3 separate regions of the Mus musculus genome follow, and all the other regions are linked to region 1. The links are chromatin contacts, called in public Hi-C maps. All regions are on one chromosome and are shown on one strand. Each heading gives the region's core, a stretch centred on a gene start, on an enhancer-like site or on the middle of the called end of the contact. The rest is flanking DNA. Distances are from core to core; before and after follow the strand shown.

Evidence for each region. Hi-C and Micro-C count contacts between places; a contact is called where the count stands out from the background.
Region 2: a contact with region 1 is called in a Hi-C map of adipose-derived mesenchymal stem cells, with 2.0 times the contacts expected there. The contact joins the promoter of Ptgs2 here to the enhancer-like site in region 1. A contact is called at or near these places in 5 of 39 promoter capture datasets (the 3T3-L1 cell line, 3T3-L1-derived adipocytes, the C10 cell line and 1 more), 1 of 15 datasets of contacts at CTCF or cohesin (the NIH/3T3 cell line), 5 of 484 Hi-C or Micro-C datasets (the C2C12 cell line, adipose-derived mesenchymal stem cells, nephron progenitors and 2 more), 4 of 115 datasets of contacts at active chromatin or transcription factors (embryonic stem cells, heart atrium and pancreatic cancer cells) and 2 of 9 other capture datasets (adipose tissue and liver).
Region 3: a contact with region 1 is called in a Hi-C map of pancreatic cancer cells, with 2.3 times the contacts expected there. The contact joins the promoter of Pla2g4a here to the enhancer-like site in region 1. A contact is called at or near these places in 2 of 39 promoter capture datasets (the HPC-7 cell line, HPC-7-derived erythroid cells and macrophages), 5 of 484 Hi-C or Micro-C datasets (adipose-derived mesenchymal stem cells, nephron progenitors, pancreatic cancer cells and 2 more), 1 of 115 datasets of contacts at active chromatin or transcription factors (heart atrium) and 2 of 9 other capture datasets (adipose tissue and liver).

Annotation. Positions count from the first base shown.
Region 1 is chr1:150,025,390-150,029,125 of GRCm38.p6, reverse strand. No RefSeq gene overlaps it. Among named protein-coding and RNA genes, the nearest start is that of Pla2g4a, 66 kb to the right of the region's middle. Within about 2 kb of position 1,640, at least 36 of the 459 cell types and tissues checked have an H3K27ac peak or open chromatin away from gene starts, as enhancers often do. A contact at or near this core is called in the C2C12 cell line, the HPC-7 cell line, the NIH/3T3 cell line and 2 more, where this site is marked.
Region 2 is chr1:150,098,020-150,101,755 of GRCm38.p6, reverse strand. Ptgs2 (prostaglandin-endoperoxide synthase 2) reads right to left here and starts at 1,725. Exons shown (of 10, transcript NM_011198.4): 1 at 1,481-1,725; 2 at 666-782; 3 at 400-543. The coding sequence starts at 1,532. Ptgs2os (prostaglandin-endoperoxide synthase 2, opposite strand) reads left to right here and starts at 1,882. Exons shown (of 5, transcript NR_015466.3): 1 at 1,882-2,328.
Region 3 is chr1:149,959,299-149,963,034 of GRCm38.p6, reverse strand. Pla2g4a (phospholipase A2, group IVA (cytosolic, calcium-dependent)) reads left to right here and starts at 1,745. Exons shown (of 18, transcript NM_008869.4): 1 at 1,745-1,844.

The DNA.
Region 1 (3,736 bases), core at 391-2,890:
AGTTTTAGGCTAACTGGTCTGCATAGCAAGTTCCAAGCCATCAGAGTTACAAAGTGAGACTTTGTCTCAAAGGGGTGGGGAGTTGGACTTAATCTGTTTGGATATGAAAGTTTAATAATTATGTTGTTGTTTTAGTTAGGGTTTCTGTGGCTCTCAAGACAAACCATGGCAATGGCAATTCTTCTTTTTTTTTTTTTTTAAGTATCCTTTTCTTTCTCCTCATGTTCACTCTTTTAACAGCATCTTTTTTGTGTGCTTTTACTTTCTTTTTTTAATAGTTTTTATTACATATTTTCCTCAATTACATTTCCAATGCTATCCCAAAAGTCCCCATACCCTCCCCCCTACTTCCCTACCCACCCATTCCCATTTTTTTGGCCCTGGCGTCCCCCTGTACTGGGGCATATACAGTTTGGGTGTCCAATGGGCCTCTCTTTCCAGTGATGGCCGACTAGGCCATCTTTTGATACATATGCAGCTAGAGTCAAGAGCTCCGGGGTACTGGCTCACAGTCAGCTATTGGATGGATCACAGGGCTCCCAATGGAGGAGCTAGAGAAAGTACCCACGGAGCTAAAGGGATCGGCAATGGCAATTCTTAGAACAGAAAACACTTAGTTGGACCTGGATTACATTTTCAGAGATTTAGTTCATTATCATCACTGCAGTAGGCTGGCATCTTGAGGAGGAGCTGAGAGTTCTATATCTGGCATGCAGAAGAATTGAAGGAAACATACTTTCTCCAACAAGGCCACACCAATTTCAACAAGGTCATATTTAGTGTCACTCTCTGTGGACCTATGGTGGCCATTTTCATTCCAACTACCATAGCTGTTCTCTGGCTGTGAGGTTAATTTAGCTTAGCCATTCTATGAGCTACTTGAAAATAGAGCTGATGACAACAAGATGTAAAAATATCTTGTATTATCTTGTAAAATTGCAAAATCATCTAAGAAACACAAACAAGAGAGTGAAAATCAGTCAATCGGTTACCTAAATAAAGCATTGAGGGTCATCAAGATGGTTAGTATGTGGTGGTACTTGCTGTCAAGGCTGATGCGCAACTTGAATTTAATTCCTGGGGTTCAAAGATGGAAGGAACTCCTGATGATTGTCCTCCCACCTCCACACACAGGTTGTGGTATGCATGTATAGCCATACACATGTAGAATAAATAAATTTATAAAGAAAATAGTTTATTGAAATGTACACTTTATATTTTCCTTGCTTTCTATTCAGATTTAGGATACCCTTGCCTAGCAGTGAGACTCACTGGTTCTAGTAGTCATCTGCCATAGCCATCAAAAACCTACTCCCCTGGGGTGGACAATCCTTCAGAGATGACACAAAAGTTGACAGAGAAAACAATCAAGTCCAACTTTAGACCTTAGTAAGAGAATTCTCCTGAAGTGATCAGTTTCAACCCTTTCCTAGGTTTTGATATTTTTCTCTCTGGTTGGTCCTCTTGCATGTCTATATGGGCATTTGTAAAACAGCTTATAGAGAGGAAAAAATGCAGCTCCCTGTTACCCGTCCACACCCACTGATACTGGAATTCCATGTGGGCTAGACTGGAGGACGAGGGAAGTCACTGACTAACTTCTGCTACCCCAGAGCAGTCTGACCAGAAGAGAAGATAGAACAGAGCGGGCTGTTAGTGCACATTGGAATTCCACAGGATTCCAGAACCATGAGCCGATGGTTTAGTAACTATAACAGTGTTATCAAACACAAACATACAAAGCTTTCTTTTCCAAAATGAGTCTACAAACACAGGGATTTCCTCCCCTGGGCTGTTTCCATCGGGGAGAACTCTGATAGGAAGGAAAGTCTAAACAGTGAGTGGCAACACAGAACAAGGGCATGAAGACTCAGCATCATGCCCTGCATGATCCTTTCCTTCCAGGGACTCACTAATTTTATGACTGCAGTGACTCATCTCCACCCCCATGCCTCAGTTTACAAAAACACACTGGTAAGATACCACCACCAAGACAAATTATAGCTTCGTTGACCTCTGTCATTTGTCATGAGGCAGTCACACAAGAAACATAGCAGACAAGATATAACCCTTTCAATCTATCATAACTTTAAAGAAGTATTTATAAAAGGTCAAAAAGACAGGTAACACCTCAGTGCTACAGGTGCCAGTGGAAAATGACTGTTATAGAGGTTGGCTTGGCAACTTACATTATGTAATCAGGTAATTATGTAATCCTGCCATTAAGCAAATTTGTGCGGGAGGATCTCCTTGAGTTGGTGGCTAGCCTGAGTTTCTGAGTCCCAGGCCATTTAGGGACACAGAGTAACACCCTGTTTCAAAACAAACACAAAACTCTTAATCAATCAATAGAGAAATAAATAAAAGACATAGATAGAAAAGGAGAAAAGAAAAGGAAAAATGAAGAAAGAATAGAGTGATTGTAGAATGGAAAGGGAGGACTTCCTGTGATGGACAGCAGTGACCTCAGATGTGTGACAAACTCTGGATTCTATGCCTATAATGAGTGATTGTTGTGCTAAGCTACCTCTCAATAAAAAATGTGATTGCCCTGTGTCACTGGGAGTAAGGCATAGTCCTATCCAAGTCTTATCATGTCTGGCCCCTTGTCTCTCCTGCAACACTTTGCTGGTCTTCCTTGGTTTTCCCTGGTCTTCACTTTGCAGAAAGAAATGTGCCAAAGTCCTTCTCTTGGTATTCTGGCTGATTCCGCTGACTCATGCTGATTCGGTGGAGGGGGCTGGGCAGGGCTTGTAGTTTCTGCTGGATAGAGGACTGCTACTGATTCATGTTTGTTGTTTGCTATTGGACTGGACTGCTGGTATCCTGACACTGAAGAGTGAAATCACTGCCAAAGAACTACTTCTAAACTGGCCCACCAAACCCTGTTCTTATGAACCTTCTTTTTCAGTCGCTGAACTAGAAGGGAGGTTGAAGTGTTCAAGAACCCTAAATAAAGTAGATTTAGAGAAAAATCTAAGCCTACAGCTAGGTTTCCATTACCAGGCATGATTTACCTCTTGTTGAGTGGTTCTTAAGTCAAATTAGAGAGCTGTTGGTTCCTGTCAAGATATAGGTTTTGATGCCCTGTTGATCATTGCTGTGGCTAGTAGGCATCAATTCTGGCCAAGACTGTCGATTGTTTTTTTTTTTTTTTGAAGCTTTCAAGGTGCCATCTAGTACCATAAAATCTACTCCCCAGGGAGGAGGCTTACAGGTCAGCTCATCTCAGGGGCCCCTGGACCCTATGTCTGAAGTGTGTGGTGTTTCTACAATAAAGAACCTTTGTTGTTCTACCTGTGTTGAAAAACCAAGGGCAATATTGGTAGCCTGCAATGTTTTGGAGTCTCTTGGGCAACCCAGAGCAACTCAGAAGAGGAATTCTTATGCCAGGTATTGGAGTTTTTGTAAGCTGGTCTTTGGCTTTTTGAAGGAGCAGTGTCAGTCCAGATTAGAACATTTTATTTAAATTATATATGTTTATTTGTACATGAATGTACATGTATTAGTGGTTTTTGCTAATAGCATTATTCCTTATGTCTTTTTGAGACATGCTTACTGTTATTTTATCTTCTTTTGTATGTATTTCCCTCCTTTAACAAGAGACACCCCCCGCCATTTTCTATTTCTCTTATCAGATCCATGATATCCTTCTGTTCTCCTCTCAATTGCTCCCCAAACTTCTGACCCTAGCAATGGTCTCTTTTTACTTACCTGATGTCTGTAGTTCCTCTAA
Region 2 (3,736 bases), core at 476-2,975, 73 kb before region 1:
ACCCACTCCCTGTTCCATAGCTGATGACAGAGACATTTGGGCATGGCCCTCACCAATAACTACAGACAGCTATTTTTCTCTTCTGACCCAAACCCTAGTCAACCATTTGTTTCAAAGGTTCAGAACAATTCTATGTGTTCCGAACAATTCTGTGAGCCATGGGTATTTATTCAATGAACAAGTGAACCACACTTCCTCCACACGAATGAAGGACAGGGGTCAAAACTAGAATAGAGACTACAGGTTTTCATGACTGTATTTTAGACATTTCAGGGGAAAAACAGATTAGAAAAGGTATACTTCAAGCCCTTTGAAAAGGTCAGGATAGTTCTTGGGGTTGGGTTTCTAGTGCCTAGTTGTGTTGGAGGATGCTGGAAAACAAGGGAGGGTTGTACTTACATGTCAGCACATATTTCATGATTAAACTTCGCAGGAAGGGGATGTTGTTCACAATGTTCCAGACTCCCTTGAAGTGGGTCAGGATGTAGTGCACTGTGTTTGGGGTGGGCTTCAGCAGTAATTTGATTCTTGTCAGAAATTCAGCTGGAGAGAGACAAAGCAGGAGGAAGAATGAGCAGGCCCCTCCCCCATAGGACACAAATCTACAGAATGATGGTTACACATGTGGCCACATTCCAAAGGAAGATACCCCAGGAAAAACTTACGTGTAGTACAGTTTTCACCATAGAATCCAGTCCGGGTACAGTCACACTTATACTGGTCAAATCCTGTGCTCATACATTCCCCACGGTTTTGACATGGATTGGAACAGCAAGGATTTGCTACATTAAAAAAATAAGATATCCTGTCAGTTACTCTTGGTTGTTCTCATCTTAACTTAAGGATTTAATTCTGTCACTATGGGTCAACTTTACAATGATAAGTTTGACAAATACATAGGTAGACCCAGATTTAAAAAGGTCATTATTTTAATTAAGTCTGTCTTATCAACTGTTTATGGAAATAGCAAGCAACTTTGTATTCTTAAGCAAGAAACACAGAGGACCTAACTTCATAGTTCACATTACCAACATTTTTAAAATAACTCGGACACACAGACTAGAATTATTAAGCATCCCTTTAAATATTAAAATGGATCGACCTAGTGCAATAGTCAAAATTTAGTGTAAAGAAAATAAAATTAAAACAGTCAAGTTTTAGCATTTTAAATATATTTTTAAAAATGTATTCTGGATTTTTCTGTGGATAGAAAAACTCTAACAGGTATTCAAAGCAGCCACTCTTGTTCAGTTGCCCACATCTATGCTTTTCACAAGTATTGATCAGATTGTCTTACCATAATGACAACCTGTAAGCCATTAAGACTATTGGTTTTTAGCAAATAAGAAACCTGAAAGTGGGTTGCAGTTCCTCAGGACTTAAGCAGTCCAGGCTCTTTGCCAATACACAGCCAGGCCCACACTGCTAGAAAGGGGGTCTGAGCCTGAGGAGTCCCAGGGCGCCTCGGGGCGCAACTCACCTGCCTGGCTGAGCCCCAGGGCAGCGCAGAGCAGCACAGCTCGGAAGAGCATCGCAGAGGTGGCAGCGGAGGTGGCAGTAGTGGTGGCGGTGGAGCTGGCAGGATGCAGTGCTGAGTTCCTTCGTGAGCAGAGTCCTGACTGACTCCTGAAGCTCTTAGCTCGCAGTTTGACAACTGGCTGCTAATGGGGAGAACCTTGCTTTTAAGTCTGTAAAGCGGACTCCACGTGACGTAGTGGTGACTCTGTCTTTCCGCTTAGGCTTTCCCCAACCCCCACCAACTTTTCCCCCTCTCTGCTTCAGTGAGTTGCGCAAGAACCGCAGCGGCAGGCTTTTACCCACGCAAATGAGAGACGAAGGAAGCCGGGAAGCTGCCCTTGGCTGCCCCAGGTGGTGCCAAGAGAGCTGCACCGCCCTCTCCATCCCTCCAGGCGCCCTGTGGTTCGCTGAGTCTGCGCCTAGTCTGGCGCTCTTTGGGGTCTCCGGTTTCCTCCCAGTCGCGCATCCAGTGGGGGCCTAAAAGCTCAAGAGTGTCACAGCTTCCCCTCCCGGGATCTAAGGTCCTAACTAAGGGAATCCCCTCACCTCTCCCCACTGGGGCGCAGTCTGACGTGCTCGCTGCTCAGAGCACGCACACAGCTACCGGTTAATTTAATTTCTTCTATTTTTAATGAAATGAGTGTCCTCTGTCAGGGTCCACATCTGTACTGGTGGAATTAGGTTGAAGTCTTTCATGGAACTACCCTCCGGGTTCTGCAGTCACAGGAGCCCCTGGCACTCGCCTTTCCCAGGGACAGATGCTGAGCTCCACTTCATCGGAATGCTAAGTGTCCACAGCATTGCTTTAAGGTATTTTCCCCCTGCTGTTACATAGCTTTTATCATTTTGATCAGCAACTCTTTTCACGGGATGTATCACTAGAAAGAATTTGTTTTCAAATGTACCTTTTAAAAACTTTTTCTGTCCATGTTTACAAGAAAGTATGTTATGGCAACGGATCAAAAGGTAATAGTTATTTTTCCATAACTAGCCTTATTCTCCCTAACCTTAAAAAAAAATTCACTTCATTCAGAAACAGTGTTTGATAAAAAATTATTTGCCTAGAGAGGTGATGTTTTTGATAGTGTTGGATATCTTCCTACTGTGTTTGTGTTGGCCATGGAGGGGGTGTGAGGATGGAGTAGCGAAAAGGAGCAAAATAAGAAAAGGAGGAAACTAAAAAATTCAACTAAACTGTACGTTCTTGGCGTGAATGGATAAAAAAAATGACACAGAGTGTGAAATTACACTATATTCTGAGGACAGTTAAGTCAGGAAAATGGTTTGAAGCAGGCTGGGTAACACAGCAAGACCCCTGCTCAAAACAAAACAGAACAAAACAAAACAAAAATGAAAGGGGAGAATATCCACATGGGGGAATCCAATCGACCATGAGAAGCAGCACTTAGGAAACTCTAGCAAATACCTGACTCTGCGGAAGTCTCCCAGAAAGTAAGAATACTCATGGAATTTTTTTTTAACTGTTTGCTTCATGTGCAAGCTAATTTGATGCTACATGAGACACAGTGACTAAAACTCCATGTCACCCAGGGCCTTTGTTCTAGTCATGTTTAATCAGTCCAGGTATGGCACTCCCAGCCTCTTACACGGAGTCTTATGGGAAATTTCAACTGAAAGCACAGACTGTTTTCTTTTGGAGAATCCCTTTAAATAGTTCTTGTTTTCTGTTTTATTTTAAATGCGGGAAGTGCATGGTGTCAAACTAAGTTTGTTAGAGCTCCTGATACGAACTTCAGCTAGGAACTGTATAAAATTCCACATTCTTGACTGTGTACGAACATTTTCTAGTGAAATCTTCAACTGACTTTGACCAACTCCATCCTCATCTAATATTAATTGTATGCCCATTATGTAGAGAAGTATATTCTGATGTTTTAAAAGAGATTATGGCAAAGGGGGTGGTGGTGGATGGTGATGTTGGCCCTTAATCCCAGCATTGAGGGAGAAAAAGGAGTCTAAGCAGATCTCTGAGGCCTCCCTGGTCCACAGAGCACGTTTCAGGACAGCCAGCTATACACAGAAAAATCCTGTCTCACAAAAACTAAAAGAAAAAAAAAAAAAGAAAACATTACAAATTCAAAGTGAGGGGAAAAACAGGGCATAGAGAATAATCACCTTCAGACTACTTGACATTTAAAGACATTAAACATAATCATAGAAGAAATGCAAGTAAAATTATCTGTATGGTTGAGTTGGT
Region 3 (3,736 bases), core at 496-2,995, 66 kb after region 1:
TTTAAATTCCAACAGCATAAATATTTTCAAAACCCTGCAGTGCCTGGAAGTCCTTCTGTGAGATGAGTAATGGGGTTTGTGCCCATTGTGACAGAGTCACTAAAATTGGACAGGAATTCCCTGCACCAAATTTAGAGGGATCTTGGAGAGCAAAAAACAACTCGTGAAATTGTTGCTGCAAGTGGATAGAAGGAATTAGGGTAACCTAATTCCTAACCCAAGTGTTGGTGAACACAACTTACGTGTAGCCATATTTTCTGCAGTGGATTACCATATTTATCTTAACTTCGTGAATCTGTCTATTCATACCACATAAACTTGTACTTTGTGATAGAATGGAGGTGTCAGATTTGCCTTTTACTTTACTCATGAATGGAAAAGGAGCCTTTAAAAGTGTAATTGCTAGGCCTGGGTGGCATGTGCTTTTGATTCCACGGAGGTGGTGGCAGGAAAGTCAGGCGTTCAAAGTCATCTGTTGCTAGCCAGTTCAGTTTGAGTCCAGCCTTGGTTGCATGAGAGCCTGCCTCCGACACCAAAAAGGAGTAAATTATGAAACGAGAACAAAAATGCATCCCTCCTTGGTTTATGCTTCAGGTCTTGCCTCCTGTTTTCTGCTTTGAATTTCTACTCTGACTTCGCTTCCTGATGGACTGTCAGGACCTGTATGCCCAAATAAAACTTTCCCTTCACAAATTGCTTCTGGTCAGAAAAATTTATCCCAGCAATAGAAAGCAAACAGAAGAAGAAAAGATGTGCTTTTAAGAAATATTGAGGATATTAATTAGGAGATAAATGGTGGCGTTGTAGAGAGGAAGGGGCTCTGCTAACTGCCTTTGATATGGAGGAAGCCCTGAAGGCATTCTAACCAGGGTACTTAGAGTAACAGGATTTCATGAATTGTCAGGACGTCTGTTTGCCTTGAGATATGGCTTCACTATGTAGCATAAGCTGACTTTGAACTCATACATGTTTTTTTTTCTACTTCCCACATGACAGTTGTGAGCTACCACGCTTGTAATAGATACAACACTTTCTTCACATAGAAGTTATTATATGCTTCAAATTAGATTGCAGATTCTTCCTGATTTGTTGTTACTTCTACGTCGGAACTTATGGGTTCTATTCTCTGAAAGGGCTTAAACAACTCAGAGGCTTTGAGTTTGGGGAGAAAGGCTTGAACAGGTTTGCTTTTCAAGGTTGTCCAACACTGTTCAACTGTAAAATGTATATGCGTTTTGTATTTGCGGTTTGTTTAAAACTTCACCTTTTAAAGACTCTAAAAATTCTCAACATAATGCATTATCTTTTCAACTTCACTTTTAGTCTTTTGGAAAAAAGAGGAAGTAGTGACTGCTTAAGGGCAAGCAGCAGCAGCAGCAGTCTCTCTCTCTCTCTCTCTCTCTCTCTCTCTCTCTCTCTCTCTCTCTCACACACACACACACACACACACACACACACACGCACATGCACACACACACACACACACACACATGCACACACACACATAGGCACGCACATGCATACCCCCAGGACCAGTTAGGTCACATGTTTTTAAAGCATATTTTCATGCACACCCCTAGGACCAGTTAGATCACATATTTTTAAAGTATATTTTCTGACTCGAAAGGCCTGTTTCTGAAAACTAAACATGTCCATTTAGAATGTTAGTCTTCACCAGAGGAGCTCGCTTGAATTCCACCTTAACATCCACAGAGACCAGCCCACTTCTTAGCCCCTCCTACCAGCCGGAGAAGACTTTCTAGAAGTCGGAACTGTGAAGGGCTCCCGACTGAGAGCCAGAAGGCACAGAGAAGCCTGAGGATTCTCATTTAACTCTGGGAACTGTAAGCAATGCATTTACTCTCCCTGCCTGCTTCCTCTTGCACTTTCCATCGCTATCCGTGGGCAGCTTCCCAGGAGGAAGGCAGCCACGCGTGCTAAAACTTCACTTCTTTCACTCCTCTGCCTCTGGGAAAGGTTCACAACGCAGGCTTCAGTTTCCTTCTAAGTGAGGAGGGTTTGGTTTCCTGGGTCTAAGAGCAGATTGGAATAAAGGTATAGGTTGTTTCCTTCAGCGGGTGCTGGGAAATTGAGTCTTTATAGAGAAGTGAGTTGGCGCGCCTTTGTGTCCCACGTGATGCTACCCAGTGATTCCTGACTCCTGAGTTTGAGTGCTGCTTGTAAAGATGTTTAGGGGCAGTTTGGTGACTCATTTAAATTTTAATTGATAAAAAGAGTTATGTTCGCAGAACATTCCTGGGTATTTAATGGGCTGCTGTGTGATGTGACTTATAACACTGAAAAACTAACCTTGAACTAACAAGCACCGCTGCTCTCAGGCTTTGGGTAACTTGTGACAGGACAACAGGTCAAAACAGTTTTTTGGAAAATATTCTATCAAGTTGCACACTTGTGAATATCATTTTAGAACTGAGGTTCTAAAATCTAAAAGATGGAAGAGTGAAAGGGACTTGGTTTTGAAATAAATGACTTAACATCTTTACTTCTTTTACAATTTGTAATGATTTAAATAGATTCATCACTTCAGACACTTGGTTATGAAAAATGCTCCTGATGTTAGCTGTTGGTTTAAACTGCTTTCACTGAAGGCTGGTGGAGAGCAGCATTAGAGATGTGCCACTTAGAAGGGGTGGATTCGCCCGGCATGGTGGCGCACGCCTTTAATCCCAGGGAGGCAGAGGCAGGCAGATTTCTGAGTTCAAGGCCAGCCTGGTCTACAGAGTGAGTTCCAGGATAGCCAGGGCTATACAGAAAAACCCTGTCTCGAAAAACAAAAAACAAAAAACAAACAAACAAACAAACAAACGAAACAACAACATAAAAAGAAGGGGTGGATTTTAGTATTATATTTGGGATTCTAATTTGGGAAAAAGGAGTGTATTTTGTGTTGCTTCTGTTTGTTGAATACATTTGAAATTGCAGTCAAAGAGATTCACAGAGAATTTAATGAAATAGACCTATCCAGTCTGAAATTATATCACAGATATAGTGAGACCTGGCCAATGAAGCTGGTCTCTGTTTTCATTGAGCTCACGAAGAGTTAAATTTTAAATTAAGCAATAATTGTGAAATGCATAGAGAAGTTTAATGGCCTTCTCTCAAAGTTTTACAAAACTTCCTCTAAGGAAAACATATTTTATGGGAAGAGACACTTTCATTTTAACTGTATACGTTTTTAAAATAGCATTTTATATTTATTTTTAAATAGAAAAAATAAAATTATGAAACACATGTCTTAGCCTCTCATAAGGTTCATGTCAGAGAACTAAATTGGCTTGTCTTTAACCCTTGTCTTTCCTACTGTTTTTTCTAGTCCTGAAGCAGATTGTTCGATTGTTTAAATATTAATAAACATGCTTGAGGAGTAAAAAAAGAGTAAGAAAAAAGTTGCCATGTTTGTTTTCCCTTCCTTTCTGTATATCACCACATCTCCCCACAGTATGCCATCATGCTGGTAAAATTATATATATATTTATATATACATAATATATATTTCTTTTTCTTTCTTTTTGATCTCTAACTCCTTTACAAACATTTTGAGGACTCAGGAGTTCTCCTAAGGTAATGAACACATGCTTGTCCAGTGCACACAAATTTGAAAGAAAGAAAGCAATTCACACATTTGCCAAAGACATGGGACATTTCATAAACCTCTGGATTTTCTTATCATTTATCAAAGTTAAGCAGCAAACGCTTTCACATGTGAGTAGGAGCT